Regions from separate parts of the Mus musculus genome. Here region 1 is linked to region 2. A link is a contact called in public ChIA-PET data. All regions are on one chromosome and are shown on one strand. The core of a region is the stretch at or near the end of the contact, and the rest is flanking DNA. Distances in the headings are between cores, read along the strand shown. Region 1 holds the start of Anxa7 (annexin A7). Region 2 overlaps Fam149b (family with sequence similarity 149, member B).

What was found. ChIA-PET counts read pairs in DNA pulled down with a chosen protein or histone mark.
Region 1: a contact with region 2 is called in an RNA polymerase II ChIA-PET map of memory CD8 T cells, with 535 read pairs. The contact joins the promoter of Anxa7 here to the enhancer-like site in region 2. A contact is called at or near these places in 7 of 39 promoter capture datasets (the 3T3-L1 cell line, cranial neural crest, fetal liver and 3 more), 10 of 484 Hi-C or Micro-C datasets (CD8 T cells, LSK cells, Th1 cells and 6 more), 12 of 115 datasets of contacts at active chromatin or transcription factors (CD8 T cells, the SCID.adh cell line, astrocytes and 8 more) and 5 of 9 other capture datasets (adipose tissue, bone marrow-derived macrophages, liver and 2 more).

What each region holds. Positions count from the first base shown.
Region 1 is chr14:20,477,410-20,484,093 of GRCm38.p6, reverse strand. It overlaps Anxa7 (annexin A7), which reads left to right and starts at 3,961. Exons shown (of 13, transcript NM_001110794.1): 1 at 3,961-4,199. It overlaps Mss51 (MSS51 mitochondrial translational activator), which reads left to right. Exons shown (of 7, transcript NM_029104.1): 6 at 451-544; 7 at 853-1,230. The coding sequence ends at 1,033.
Region 2 is chr14:20,376,053-20,382,906 of GRCm38.p6, reverse strand. It overlaps Fam149b (family with sequence similarity 149, member B), which reads right to left. Exons shown (of 14, transcript NM_001024512.2): 10 at 4,908-5,132; 11 at 4,384-4,507; 12 at 4,024-4,143; 13 at 1,086-1,158. Among named protein-coding and RNA genes, the nearest start is that of Dnajc9, 9.4 kb to the left of the region's middle. Within about 2 kb of position 4,031, at least 108 of the 459 cell types and tissues checked have an H3K27ac peak or open chromatin away from gene starts, as enhancers often do. A contact at or near this core is called in CD8 T cells, Th1 cells, double positive thymocytes and 5 more, where this site is marked.

The DNA of each region.
Region 1 (6,684 bases), core at 2,712-5,211, 100 kb before region 2:
GACTGTGTTGTGTGTCATAAGACATGTCTCGTCATAGCTTGAGCATATAAGACCTCAAAACCTGCCCCTGCAGTGACCCACCTCCTCCAACAGGCCACACTTTCTAATAATGCCACTCCCTATAGGCCAAGCACCCATACACATGATTCTATTGGGGCCAAACCTATTCAAACCACCACAATCATTAGTTAAGAAATGCCCAAAGCTGGGTCTTAGGGCGGCATTTTCTAAGACATGTTGGTCGTCATTAAATACAGACTAGTGATGAGCTTGGTTGGTCACTGCCCATGCATGTTACCTTGGGTCAGAATTTTTTACTGAAGTTCCTGATGGTGAGAACTGGGGATGATCAATGTGAGGGTTGAGCAGATAACATCAAAGAAATGTCCTGCTCTTAGGCTGTGCTCAGCTTTTCTTCCCTCTCTTCCCATTTCCATTCTTGTTCTTCAGGTTTCCATGCCTCCCCAGGCTTGATGGAAGCTTGGTTACCCACCCTGCTGCTACTTCGTGACTATGAGATTCCAACATTGATTACTGTTTACAGGTTTTTACTTATTTCTGTTTCTGATCCTTTTTGGACTCACTTTTTCCTATATACAGATGCACTCATTTTGATTCCCCATACCTGTTTGTCTTAGGAAGATGTTCTTCCTTCCTGCACGTAGTTGTTTAAAAAAAAATCTGGGAATAGTCCTTTGCTAATCAGGGATTTGGTGAGACATTTGGGAGGAAAATAATAGTCCTTGCTTAGTACAGCTTTAGATAATTTGGGGGATTGATCATGAATTGCCTTGCACTTGGCAATTTCTGTTCTCACACTAAGTCGAGGGATTTTCCTTTTCTCTTCCATAGCCAACAGGAACTGGAAGCCTCTTTGCAGATTCTGGTGAACTTGGATACACACATCATTGCTTGTGGAGCTAATCCTTTCGCATCCCTCAAACCAGAACAAGTCTATTCTAATCCCAACAAGCAACCAGTATACAGCAGTGCCTACTACATCATGTTTCTTGGAAGTTCCCCTGCCAATTAGATAAGAAGCAACGAGAAGGAAAAAAAAAAAAAACAAAACCAGATGATTTTTCAGTAATTGAACCAAGTCTTTACTGAATGCCTGGAAAATGAAAGCTTAATCAACTTACCCTGTTGATGTCAGATTTTTGCCAGCTTTGAACCCTGTGGTATGCTAAACCTTATTCACAGTTCAAATAAAGATGTTTAAACCAATGGAAGTTAACATTACCAGACTCATTTCTGATCCCCCCCCCCCCACTGGAATCCAGAGCCTTGTACATGCTAGGCAAGTGCTTTACTGTTGAGCTACATTCCCAGCTCTCTTTTGTAATTTGTTATTTTTTTATCGTTTATTTGAGACAGGGTGTTATTAAGTTGCTCAGGTGCCTCAGCTTCACACAGGAGTTACAGGTGTGAAACCTGTGTAAAAAAGGAAAAAAGATCAAAGAAAAGACATTTACTTCTCTAAGTTACAGACACTTGGATTTCACAAACCAAGACATTGGAAGGTTTGTTATCTGGTAAAGACCCATTTCCTGGTTTATAGAAGGCGGAACCTTTTTTTTTTTCCTCATCCGGTAAAAGGGTAGCCAGTCATACTTTTTTTTTTTTTAAGATTTATTTATTTATATGTAAGTACACTGTAGCTGTCTTCAGACACTCCAGAAGAGGGAATCAGATCTCGTTAGGATGGTTGCGAGCCACCATGTGGTTGCTGGGATTTGAACTCCAGACCTTTGGAAGAGCAGTCTGGTGCTCTTACCCACTGAGCCATCTCACCAGCCCCCCAGTCATACTTTTAATCAGGGCAATAAGCCCATACATTAGGGTAGTGCTCTCTTGGCTTAGTCATCTCCCAACAGCCTTACTTCCTGATACCATAATCTTGGAGACGAAGACTTAGAAACATCAATTTTGAAGGAGATACATACATTTAGACCATTGCAAAAGTTGAAAAAAAAATCCTTACTGTTTATGAGTCATCTGATTTTTGACAAGGATCAAAGGGATAAACGTTTTTTCCTTCCTTCCTTTTGATTGTTTTTGAGAAAGGATTTCTCTGTGTAGCTGTCCTGGAACTCATTCTGTAGAACAGACTGAATAATAGACCTTTCAACAAACCTTGCTAGAACAATTGGATAGCCACATGCAAAAGAGTAAAGTTGAAGCTCCAGTTCATATCATATAAAGTGAGTTTAAACTGTGTTGTGGGACATGCCTCTAATTCCAGTACAAATGCCGGTATGGCAGGAGGCTCAGGAACTGGGAGGCTGTCCTGGCTACACAGCAAGGCTAAAGTCAACAAAATCGACAGCACTCAGGAGGTAGAGGAAGAAGGATCAGTTCAAGCTCATCTGTGGTCGCACAGCAAGTTTTGAGGTCAGCTTGAGCTATATGAAGACCCAGCCTCAAACACTTTAAAATGGATCAGAGATCTAAAGAACTTCAATGCTTAGAATATATAAATCTTCATGAATTTGTACAATGTTTTCTTAGATATTACACGAGTAGCACAAATGTTGGCTTTCACACCAACTTGGGCAGCCATGTGCAGAGACTCCCCTTGTATGAAGCACCTAGAGACCTCCAGCTGCCAGGCTCCACCCCACAGGCTACTCGAACAGAAGAGTGGGAGTGGCCAGGCCCCGCCCTACAGAAAAAGAAGCTCATGATCTGGCCACCCTGGAAAGGTCTGCACCTCCCCGCCAAGACACCGGATAGAAAGCCTGCTTTCTGCTCACTTCTTCACTGCTTCTTTGCCAAGTCTATTCTGTAAGGTTTGATGTGTGGTGTGACTCTGCTATTCCTTGGCTCCAGGAATACCAGAGGATTCCAGGATACCTTTTACTTCTGGGATGTAACAATGAAAACAAAAAACTACCTTCTTTCAATTTTTTTTTTTTTTTTTTTTTTTTTTTTTTGGCTTTTTGGCTTTTTGAGACAGGATTTCTCTGTGTAGCCCTGACTGTCCTGGAACTCACTCTGTAGACCAGCCTGGCCTCGAATTCAGAAATTCAACTGCCTCAGCCTCCTAAGTGCTGGGATTAAAGGTGTGCGCCACCACTGCCTGGCTTACCTTATTTTAAATTTTATGTTTCAAATATCAAGTGAAAGTGCCTTGGGCCTGTGAGATGGCCCAGTGGTAAATGGGCCTTGCAGCCAAGCCTGGAAAACACAGTGGCATTCTCTCAACCTACATGGTGGAAAGGGAGCACTGTCTCCTCTTCCAAGTTGTCCTCTGACCTCCACATGTGCCCACACTCAGAAATATATCTTATACAAATAAACTTTTTTAAAAACTGTAGTATAGTGGAATTGGCGTGTGCTGAGGTGTGAAGGCATTTGTCTCCATGCCTTACCCAAGTGTTTACCGTGGAGCCTTATGACCTGAATTCCATCCCTGAAAATCACATGGTAGAGGAAGGGAAACAATCCCTACAAGTCATGCTCAGGCTTACATACCCAAATACAATTTTGTCGTGAAAGTGAAAGCCATGGTGGAGAGCTGGCTCAGTCAGGTGCAAATGCCAGCCTGTAATTCTATCACTGAAAATGCATACGTGAATCCCAGGAGCTCACTGATCAGCCATTCTTGCCTTACTGCCCATCAGTCCCAGTAAGACCAACCTTAAAAAAAAAAAAAAAAAAAAAAAAAAAAAAAAAAAAAAGAGGTGAACATTTGGTTGACCTGTAACCTCCATTCATCACTTCACTATGTCTCTGTGTATGTTTTCTTTCCATGTAAGTGCCTCAAATACTTAGTTCTATATATGGTGAGTTTAACACTAATGGACCAGTAGAACTTTGAACCCTGCTTAGTTTTGTTTAATTCAACTCCAGTTCTGTCTACTCACAATTCCCTATAGTCACATGAAACAAACCTAGGTTCTCAGGATCCCCGGAGGCCTGGAGCTCTCTATCTTTGAGTCCCTCTGCTCCGCCCACTTGCGCGGCTCCACCCAAAGCTGCAGTTCCTTTCTACAGTAGCACCACCTGGAGTAGATTTACCTCGCTGAGATATAGACACGTGTTAAAACTAGCTGAGCCACCTGAGGGGCGCAGCGTCCCGCCCGAGCTTGGGGGCGGTCCAAGCAGCTAGCACCCTCGCGCCGCCCATGCGCCACGCCCTCTGGCTCCATATTGCAGGAAAGCGGGCTAGGGTGTGACGCTGCTTTCTCGTTCAGGTGAGGACTCGCACCCCCTCCCCTTGCTGTTCTTCCGTCGGTCAGTCAGCTCGTTCCCAGTCCCTGGTCTGGTCTTCCAACCGTAGTCGTAGAGCCCCGCGCGTGTCCTAACGAGGTGGGCCTCCGGGTGGCGGACGCGGACTCGGACGCGTTTCGGGTGTTTGGGGTGGGTTGGGCATGCTTTCCCTGCGTGCTGGAGGACTGGGAAGGTCTGTGGGTAAATCACTCTGTTAGGCTTAGAGTGGGATGCCAGGCAGCAGTGGTACCCCGCTTTCGGTCAGTTGGGCCGCAAGTGGCGGACTTAAGGCCCGATGGTGGCCCTGGTGAAGCCCCTTGCCAGAAGGCCGACTAGCAGCTCCGAAAGCTGGCTTTGGCTAGTGACTAGACTTTTTGGTGACACAGCAAATTTAGAGGAACTTGAGGAATTTGTGCCGTGCTTAATGACATCTAGGGCAGAATTCACAAGCCTGATATGTAAGCTCCGGTTTAAAATTCTTGGAAACTATTCCAGTAACAATCTAGATTTTTTTTTCCTTGTCCTTGACCCATATCAGCCGTCTAGGTAAGCAAGATGCAGAGGGGAATGGCTAAACCAAGTGAAAAGACGAAAGGTATTTTACTGTTATCCATTACATTCCTTAATTGCTGCCAGGTGATAGCGAGCCATTCTGATAAAGCAATCTGCCCCAATTACAGTACAAGTGTAGTGAGCTACGGTTTAGGCCAGGAAATCATTAGAAACAAGTGGAGTAAATAATTTTGCTCCCGCAAACTTAAACCACCCTTTAGCCCTCGTGGTTAAGTAGAGGGCTACCTTCCCACGCAGAGGACTAAGCCCTGTTTCCCTGTTATCCTCAGTCATTGCTTTAAATGGCCCTTCCGGAACCTAGAGGCGGCTTTTGGGAAACTGTTTCTGTTCTTGCCTGGCCTAAGTCACACTTCCTGTTTCCCTTCCCAGTTTGTCACCGGTCCCCACCCCCAACCCCACCCTTAACTTCTTAGGCCTCTTGCCAGTTGAGAGACTGACATAGATCCACCCTTTTACTAACTGACTCACTGGGTGGAGATGGTTTGGAGAACCAAGATTGGATTTTCCAAGTTTTTCTAAAGGTTGTTTGTAACATTGTTAAAGGGAAAACAAAAGCTCTGGTTCACTCAGAAGAGTCCTGTTAACTTCAGCAGAGCTGAGTAATTTGTTGAGTCACCCTAGGGTTTGTTAGCCTTTTACAAAAAGTTTAAAGTCTACTTTTTGAAGTGATCACATGAGCAATGTTTAAAGGGGCTAAAAGGCCATGAAAAAATGAGCTGCTTTGTCGTTATACCCCCCACATACACACCCACACCCCACACACACCCCACACACACCTGCATGCACTCTCCCAGTCAGGCTGCACCCTTTTCTGCTTCCCTGTCTCCTTCCTGTGAGCTTGTTTACTGAGAGAAGAAAATGGGTGTATTTCTTTAGCAGAACGCTTGTTTTCCACCTGGCTTTGTTTAATTTACCACGTGTGGTAGATGGTTTTATTAATGGATTTTTTAAAAGGACTTTTAGAAGGTGTATAGTTTATAGCTTCACTTTATGAATATTCATGATTCACTTATCGCTAAGTGATGTTTAGATTATCTTGAACTACTTTTCCTATTACAGATGATGCTATGATGAATAGCCTAGTACCTATATAAATGTGCATTTGTGAAGGTATTTCTGTGACCTATATGGAAATGGCATTTCATTTCTGGTACTTAATAATCTTCAAGGTGCACTGAAATTGTTTCAGTTTTTCATATGCTAATACCTAGATAATCTTTGCTTTATTTATTTTTGTTTTGTTTTAAAAATCTTGGTATAAGTCCTCTAGGCCCTTAAAGGTAAGATTTAATATAGTAGTTAAAATGTAGAAATAGAACTTTGTCATTGGAGTGATTCACTCTTTTATCTGTGTGTGTACATGCATGTGTGTACAAGTTTGTGGGGCTGGGTGCACATGCCACAATGTGCATATGGAGGTCAGGAAAGTCTTGGGTGTGGGTCTCTGGCTACCTATCCATACACCAGGCTAGCTGGCCTGGAAACTTAAGGGGATTTCTTGGTCTTTACCTCCCATCTCACCACAGAGGTGCTGGAATTAGAGATCCGAGCTAGCTTGCCCAGCTTCTGGGGATCTGAATTCAGATCTTCAGACCTCTGTAGCAAGCACTTTACACAGTCACCTCCCCAGTCAGTTCTCCCTCTCCAGAGGCATACATGTGTTCTCCTTTACCCTCTCTCTTCCTTTCTTTCCCCCTCACTTCCTATCTCTTTCTCTCCCTGATTCCTCTTTCCCCTTCTCCCTCCCTCCCTCCCTCCCTCCCACTTACCTCTGAGCTACAGAGTCAGCCTTTTTGTGACCCTAAGCATTATTTCACAAATTACTTTCAGATTTCCCGCTTTTGATCCTGACCTCTTTCATTTGACCCTCTGACAGTCCTTTAGAAGCTGCAGGCT
Region 2 (6,854 bases), core at 2,782-5,281:
CAGAATTGCACAGAATAACAGTAAATAGTCTATATTTGATAATAAAACATCACATGCCGTGGACTTTTACATAAAGTAGTAGTTGGATGTTAAAGTTGGATATGGTCTCTAAGTACTGAGAAGTGTGTATTCACCAAGACATTAAAAACCATGTTTACACAGTTCACCCTATTTAGAAAACTGCTAGAGTCTAAGAAGTAAAAGAAAGCTGAGTGTGGTGTCACATACTTTTAGTCTCAGCACTGGGGAGGCAGAGGCAGGAAGATCTCTTGCTATTTCAAGGCCAGCCTGGTCTGCATAGTTGTTCCAGGGCTGTCAGGACTGAATAATTGAGACTTTGTCTCAAAACAAAACCAAAGCTGTAGCCTAGTTTTGCTGAGAACCTACTCATTAAAAACTGAGATGCTCATTTCAACAACTTAGGTGTTAAAACTAATTAACATCTTACTCAAAGTGTAGCTGAATATAGTAACTAGATTGGAAGCTTAAAAAAAAAAAAAAAGATGCTGGATAGTGGTGGCATATGCCTTTAATTCTAGCACTCAGGAGGCAGAGGCCAGCCAACCTGGTCCACAGAATGAGTTCCAGGACAGCCAGGCTACACAGTGAAAGCCTGTCTTGAAAATCAAAAAAAAAAAAAAAATTTACTTATGCATATGTGTGTGTGCCTGTGAGTGTATGCCACTTGTGTACAGGTACAGGTGTGGGTGCCAGAAGAGGGAGTCTGAGCTCTCGGAACTGGACGTGCAGGTGGATGTGAGTTGCCTGACATGGATGCTAGAACCTTAGGCTCTCTGGAAGAACAAGTGCTCTTAAAACCACTGAGCTATTTTTTTTTCTGGTCCCTCAAATATTTTTGTTAAAAACAAACAGTATTTACCTTAAAGATCAACTTACTTGTTATTAAAAACAAAACAGAAATCAGGAACTTTTTTGTCTTTGAGCAGTTGGCCTTTCTTTTATACCCATTATGATGCTAAGATGATTTCCCTAGATGGGGGACAACTAAGTCTAGAGAAGCCTGCAGGAAAGGAAGATATGTAGGAATAAAGAAGATAAAAGCAAGAGCTGCAGCCCATCTGTACCTGCAGAGCCCCTGCCAGGTCGGGCCTGATGAGGATACTCAGATGCACATGAACTTCGGTACTGTGTGTCTGGCTAAAAGAAGAGAAAAGGCATCTTAGGATGTAGCTCAAAAGATACTTGTCTGAGGCTTACAGAGTATATTCCTTCCTTTTCTGCTGCTTTGTTAAAACACCATGAGCAAAGCGACCAAAAGAAGGAACAGTTTGTTGAGTCCATCAAGGCAGAGAAGCAGAAAGCATGGTGGCAGGAACAGCTGAGAAGCCACATCTTCAACTGCAAGCTGGAAGCAGACATCTATCTAGCAATTGGTGGGAGTCTTAAACTCTCACACACCCTCAGTTGATAAAACTTCCTCCAGACAGGCCATACCTCAACTGCCCAAATAGCCTCACTGGCTAGGGACAAAGTACTCAAATGCCGTAGATTATGGGGAACATCTCACTCAAACCACCACACAGAGGAAAACCTTAACGTTAACAATGAAAAACTCATCTGCCAACCTGTATTGAATTCCGAGTACTCCAAGCTAGATAGATGGTCACAAAGCAATTTGCTAACTTGTAGGAACTTCATGTACTACAACTGTATTACTTCGTCTTTAAGAAAACGTTAGCATTTACAAATCCATATGGTGTAATGTTGCAATCAGATAGAAAAAGATATTTTATTTTGACTCCACTGTGTTGGGATTGCAGGTTTGCAACACCATAGCTGGTCAAGATAATGCCATCGGAGGTTACAGGGTGCCATTTAAATAGAATCAACACTGTTGTGAGGGGAAAGTACCTAGAGAGTCCATCTTCTGCAGCAGTTTTCAGAATGGCAGCATCTGTAGCTCATGTACCCAACCTGACCCTTGAACTATCTACTAACAGTGGTGGGAGCTTGTAGTTGTCTGTTTCACAGGGCTCCCATAACAAATGACCACAACGTGGGCAGCCAAAACAACAGAAAGATGAGAGATTAGCAGATTGCTTTAGGGACCACATGGTAGTGATTGGAGCGGCTTAACATGGCTGTCGAAAAAGTAAAAAGTAGAAGCTTGGTGACTTTTCTTCAATAAAGCTTTATTTTCAAAACCAGGCAGTAGCCCTTCCAGGGCTCATGGGCTGAGGTTTACTGACTCCGAGCCTAGACAAAAGCACCAAGGAACAAGGTTATAGCCAACAGCTCCAGGCCTAAGGCTCAGCACGCATACTTTCAGTTATATCGAGCTGCTACTTAATCTTTATGGTAGGACATGGGGAAAATGATGCTAAGGCAGGCAATTTTTACTGTTATAATAAACTTATTTTTTAAAGAGACTTTGAAGTGTTTTCATATGTTCAGTTTTATTCCTAAGGCAACTAAAATTAAATTTTGAAAGGAAAGAACATATAGAACATAAACACGGCTTAACAAATGTTCTGACTCTAATTATGAGACCGTTCAGATGCTCTTAGGCTTCCAGGATTTACAGTGAACCTATGGGCCAGGGCTTCGTTTCTCTTTTGGCTTTTTCTGTGCCTTTCCGCCTAACTCAAGCGTCAGGAAATTCTGAGTTGAATAGTGCCCTTCAAAACTCACATCATCTTGGAACTTGTGAATGTGACTATTTTTGGAAACCCATTTCTTCGCATGAGTAATCAAGGTGAACTACTGTTTTAGAGTGGACTATAAATTCAATGGCTGCTATCTTTTCATTTTTATTTTATTGTAATAAACATGTTGACTGCATGTATCACCAGGAAGTTACATTGTGAGCTGCCATGTGGGTGCTGAGAATCGAAAACACAATTTTTTAACCATTTAGCTAGCTCTAACCCCAAATGTCTTAACCACTGAGCTAGCTCTCTAACCCCAACTGTTTTTAAAATTACTTCCTCTTTGTGCCTATGAGCAGTGTGAGTGTGTGCCCACACGAGTGCACATGGCAGGGTCCCACCTTTGGTGTGGTTCTCAGGAGCTGCCCACCTTGTTTTGGCAACAGGGTTTCTCACTGAGATCTGGGGTTTATCTATTAGGCTAGGCTGCCCAAGCATTGCAGGCAACCACAGAAGCTTTAGAGAGGCAAGAAAGGTTCGCTAAAGCTTACAGAGAGCTCCCAGTTTCTGTTACTGTAAGAGTGATACATTTCTGTTGTTTTGGCTGCCCACGTTGTGGTCATTTGTTGTGGGAACCCTGTAAAACATAGAAATACAAGCTCCCACCACTGTTAGTAGATGGTCCAAGGGTCAGGTTGGGTACATGAGCTACAGATGTTGCCATTCTGCAAACTGGAGCAGGACACAGAATCCCTGGCTAAGCACTCGGTGTGAGCTCAATCATTTCCCTGTGCTTGGCAAGCCCTCTTGCCACAAAGCAGATGAGGTAGGAACCACGTACTGACCTACAGGTGTGCAAGGTCACATGGCCCCAGTCCTCAGGAATTTTTCAAGTACTTCCTTAAAAGTAAAAGGGCTTGTAAGTGCACGACAATTGAGAAGGCAAGCGTCAGCATTTAACACAGCCATCAGAAAGAGGGTCAACTCAGCTCACACTCCGAGTCCTCCACCTGACCCCACTTTACTGTGTAAAGTGTACAGGAGCAGGGAGGACAGCACAGGCAGGTAGAGCAGGGGGCAGTGGTGCTTGTAGTGTGCTTATGTTCAGAGTATGCTGCTGAGATTTTTATTTTATAAGTAGGGCATTTTACCACCAAAAGAATGAGGCAGGGCACCACTTAGAATTTTAGGAAGATATACCTAGAATGGTATTTTATCATTAGAACATCCAACTATTTGAGTTAATCAAGCCACTAGATAAGTCCTAAGTTTGCCAAACATACCCCCCCCCTTCTTTCCCAAATTATCAAAGACAAATAGGAGCTTGAGGCAGGATTAGGAGTTCAAGAGCAGCATGGGCTGTCTGAGACACTGTGTCAACCCCTCCAAACCAGATAAACAGGAAGCACTTTACCAGAAACGACTGAGTTGTGTTGGGTCTAGAGAAGACAGGCAAAAGGAGCCTCTCTTGGGGCTGCTGGTTAGGCTCGTCTACCACTGCACTTCGGGCTCGGCTGGAGTCACCATGGGATTTCTGCAGAGGAGACGAAAGTCACAGAAACAGCTGTGTCCTGGGAGCTGCACCTGTTCCATAGTAACCCTGGCCCAACATCAGCTGCTGTGGTACCCACTCCTAAGCAGCTCCAACTTCGCTGCCATGGCCTAGAACCCGGTTTGTTTTTGTCAGAGGAGAGTGTGGTTCAAGGTAAGTCCTACAGAACTACTGCTGGTGAGAGCTCAGAGTAAGCCCGGGAAGGCGGGGTGAAAGGCTTACTGTTGGCCGCTGTGGCCCCATGGCGCTCAGGTGTTCTACTTCAACTGTTCCAATAGGTGGCAGCAGATTGTTCCGACCCAAGGTCATTGGAGAGGGAGAAGACAGTGTGTCTGCTGTCACTGGACTGAAGATCCCAGCAGCAAAACCGATATGCAAAAGTAAAGTTGTAACAACACAAAGTGATGAGAAACTTAGTAAAGTCAGTGTGCTCAGGAGGCTTGAAGCCACCCAGATTTTCAGAATAGGGGCAGCAAAGAGGGATTTTTCCCTTTCTCTCTTAAATTTCACAAATATAACTCTTCAGCTGTATCAACAGAATAATCTCATCCAGTTTTGTATTTCACCAAAACTTAAGTAAAACTCTGAGTTGGACTAAACCTGCAGACAGCACACTGTATGACTGCGTGGTCTTAGTTTTGGGCACAGCCTCAGTCTAGTCTTCTACTGAAGCCTGTTCTATGACGATTCTCACAATTACTGACACTAGCTTTACCAGGTTCCCAGAGTCTGCATTTGAAACCTACACCCGGGGTCCTCTGAGGATTTCTTCTACAGGCCATGGTGTTCCAGCGCGTGAGTGGCTTGTGCTGATCGGATGAAGGGTACGTGGTGGGGGATTGCGCCTCCTGGCAGACTGCGTTGTATATGACAAAGATGATGTACTAAGCTCCATGGCACGGTTTGGCCAATTTCGGTTTGAAAGGACGGAACTGGACCCAGGCCTCGTAAGTAGCTTGTCATCAAGATCTCTAGTGGCAAAATCAGAAACCCACAATGAAAATCACTATGTAGAAGAAGACAGGGCTCAGGGTAAAGAGCCTGAGACATTCAGGGAAGAAAAGGGCAAACTGGCTTCCAGAAGCTTACCTAAGATTCAGAGTGAGAGGCTGTTTTTAAGATGTGGGGGCTTGTTACACAGCCTAGGCCAGGCTGGAATTTGAGATCCTTCTGCTGGCCTGTCAAGTGCATGGATTGTAGTGTGTCTGTCCATGACAATGACCTGTTTTAACTCTAGCTTCCTAGGATGGAGATTTGGGAAAGCGCCCATGACCCACTTGCACAGTCACTTGTTCAGTTCTAGGAAAGGCAAGGCTGACTCAGTGCTTCTGACTCAGGGGCCTACAGGATGGGAAGCACTTTCTGAGCTGACAAAGTATCTTCAGGGTTAGATACTGAGGCGTCACTGTAGCTCTCATTCTCATATTGAGGATAGTGAGTTAAGTTGGCGGGGATCCAAAACCCTCCTCTGAGTTCTGTGGACACTGCACACATGGTGGAAACAAACCATTTAAACACACAGATAAGAGAAACGTCTAAACTGCTGGCTCATTGGAACCTAATTACAGTTTAGTCTGGAGCCTTGAAGCTGGGAACAATCAAAAGGTCCCAGCCACATGCTGCCCAATAGGAGCAGAGCAGTGGATCCCTGCAGGAAGTAGCTGCTCTCCATCAATGTCCCACTCTGTCGCCTCCTCTTCTGTCTGTGGGTTCAACTGCCATCTCTTGCTAGGTGACCTTTAAGTCAGTCGCCGAATCTGGTCTCTTCCACATTCTCTCTAGGTGGCCCATTACTCAAAACAGAACCCAAAAGAAACTCATATTTCCCATAAAACAAATGTCCTGAGCTTGGAATTCATGTTTTTACTTTGATTCCTGTTGCTACATTATCTGCTATTCCCCGTCCTTCGTCCTCCTTTGAATGGTGGGGATGGAATGCTTGAGAGAGATCACGAGCTCCGCTGTGATCCTGCACTAGTGCTGACTGCAGACCCCACAGCTCTTGCCTGAGTTCTGGTGTGTTCCTTACTCTCCGTTCCTTCTGACTGGAGTCTGCCTCAGCCCCTAATGCATGGTCCCCAGATGAAGCTAGCTTTGCTGGTGAGACTGTTGGGTACTTTGGCAGTTTCTCAAATATTAAGCACACACCTGTTTGGCATCTTCTTGCTTCTAGGTATTGACTCAAGAGAAATATGACTATATGTCCTCAAAAATGACCTATGCAAAATACATATAGTGCCTTTCTGCATAGTAAACCCAACCCAGAGGTAACCTAGTGAACACAGCGTAAATTATGATGCCCAATTACAGTGGTCATGTACAACACATGGACAAGTACCAATGTGACATTCACAGCTGATCACATTTATTCATAAATAATAATCTAACAATATTGTCGATGATCTTTGATTGGAAGCATTGAAGTTCTAAAAAAATTACTTTTTTGTGAGCCAGATGTGTTGGTGTATGCCTTTAATTCTACAACTCAGGAGGCAGAAACAGGTGGATCTGAGTAGAGGCCATCCTAGTCTATAGAGTGAGTTCCAGGACAGCCAAAGCTACATAGAGAAACAGTCTCTCCCCCGCCCCCACAAAAAATTCCTTTTCTGTGTGTGGGCATGCACATGTCAGTGTGTGTGTGTGGTCGGAGAATACTTCTTTGAAAGCCAGTTTCCTTCCATCATGTAGGTCCC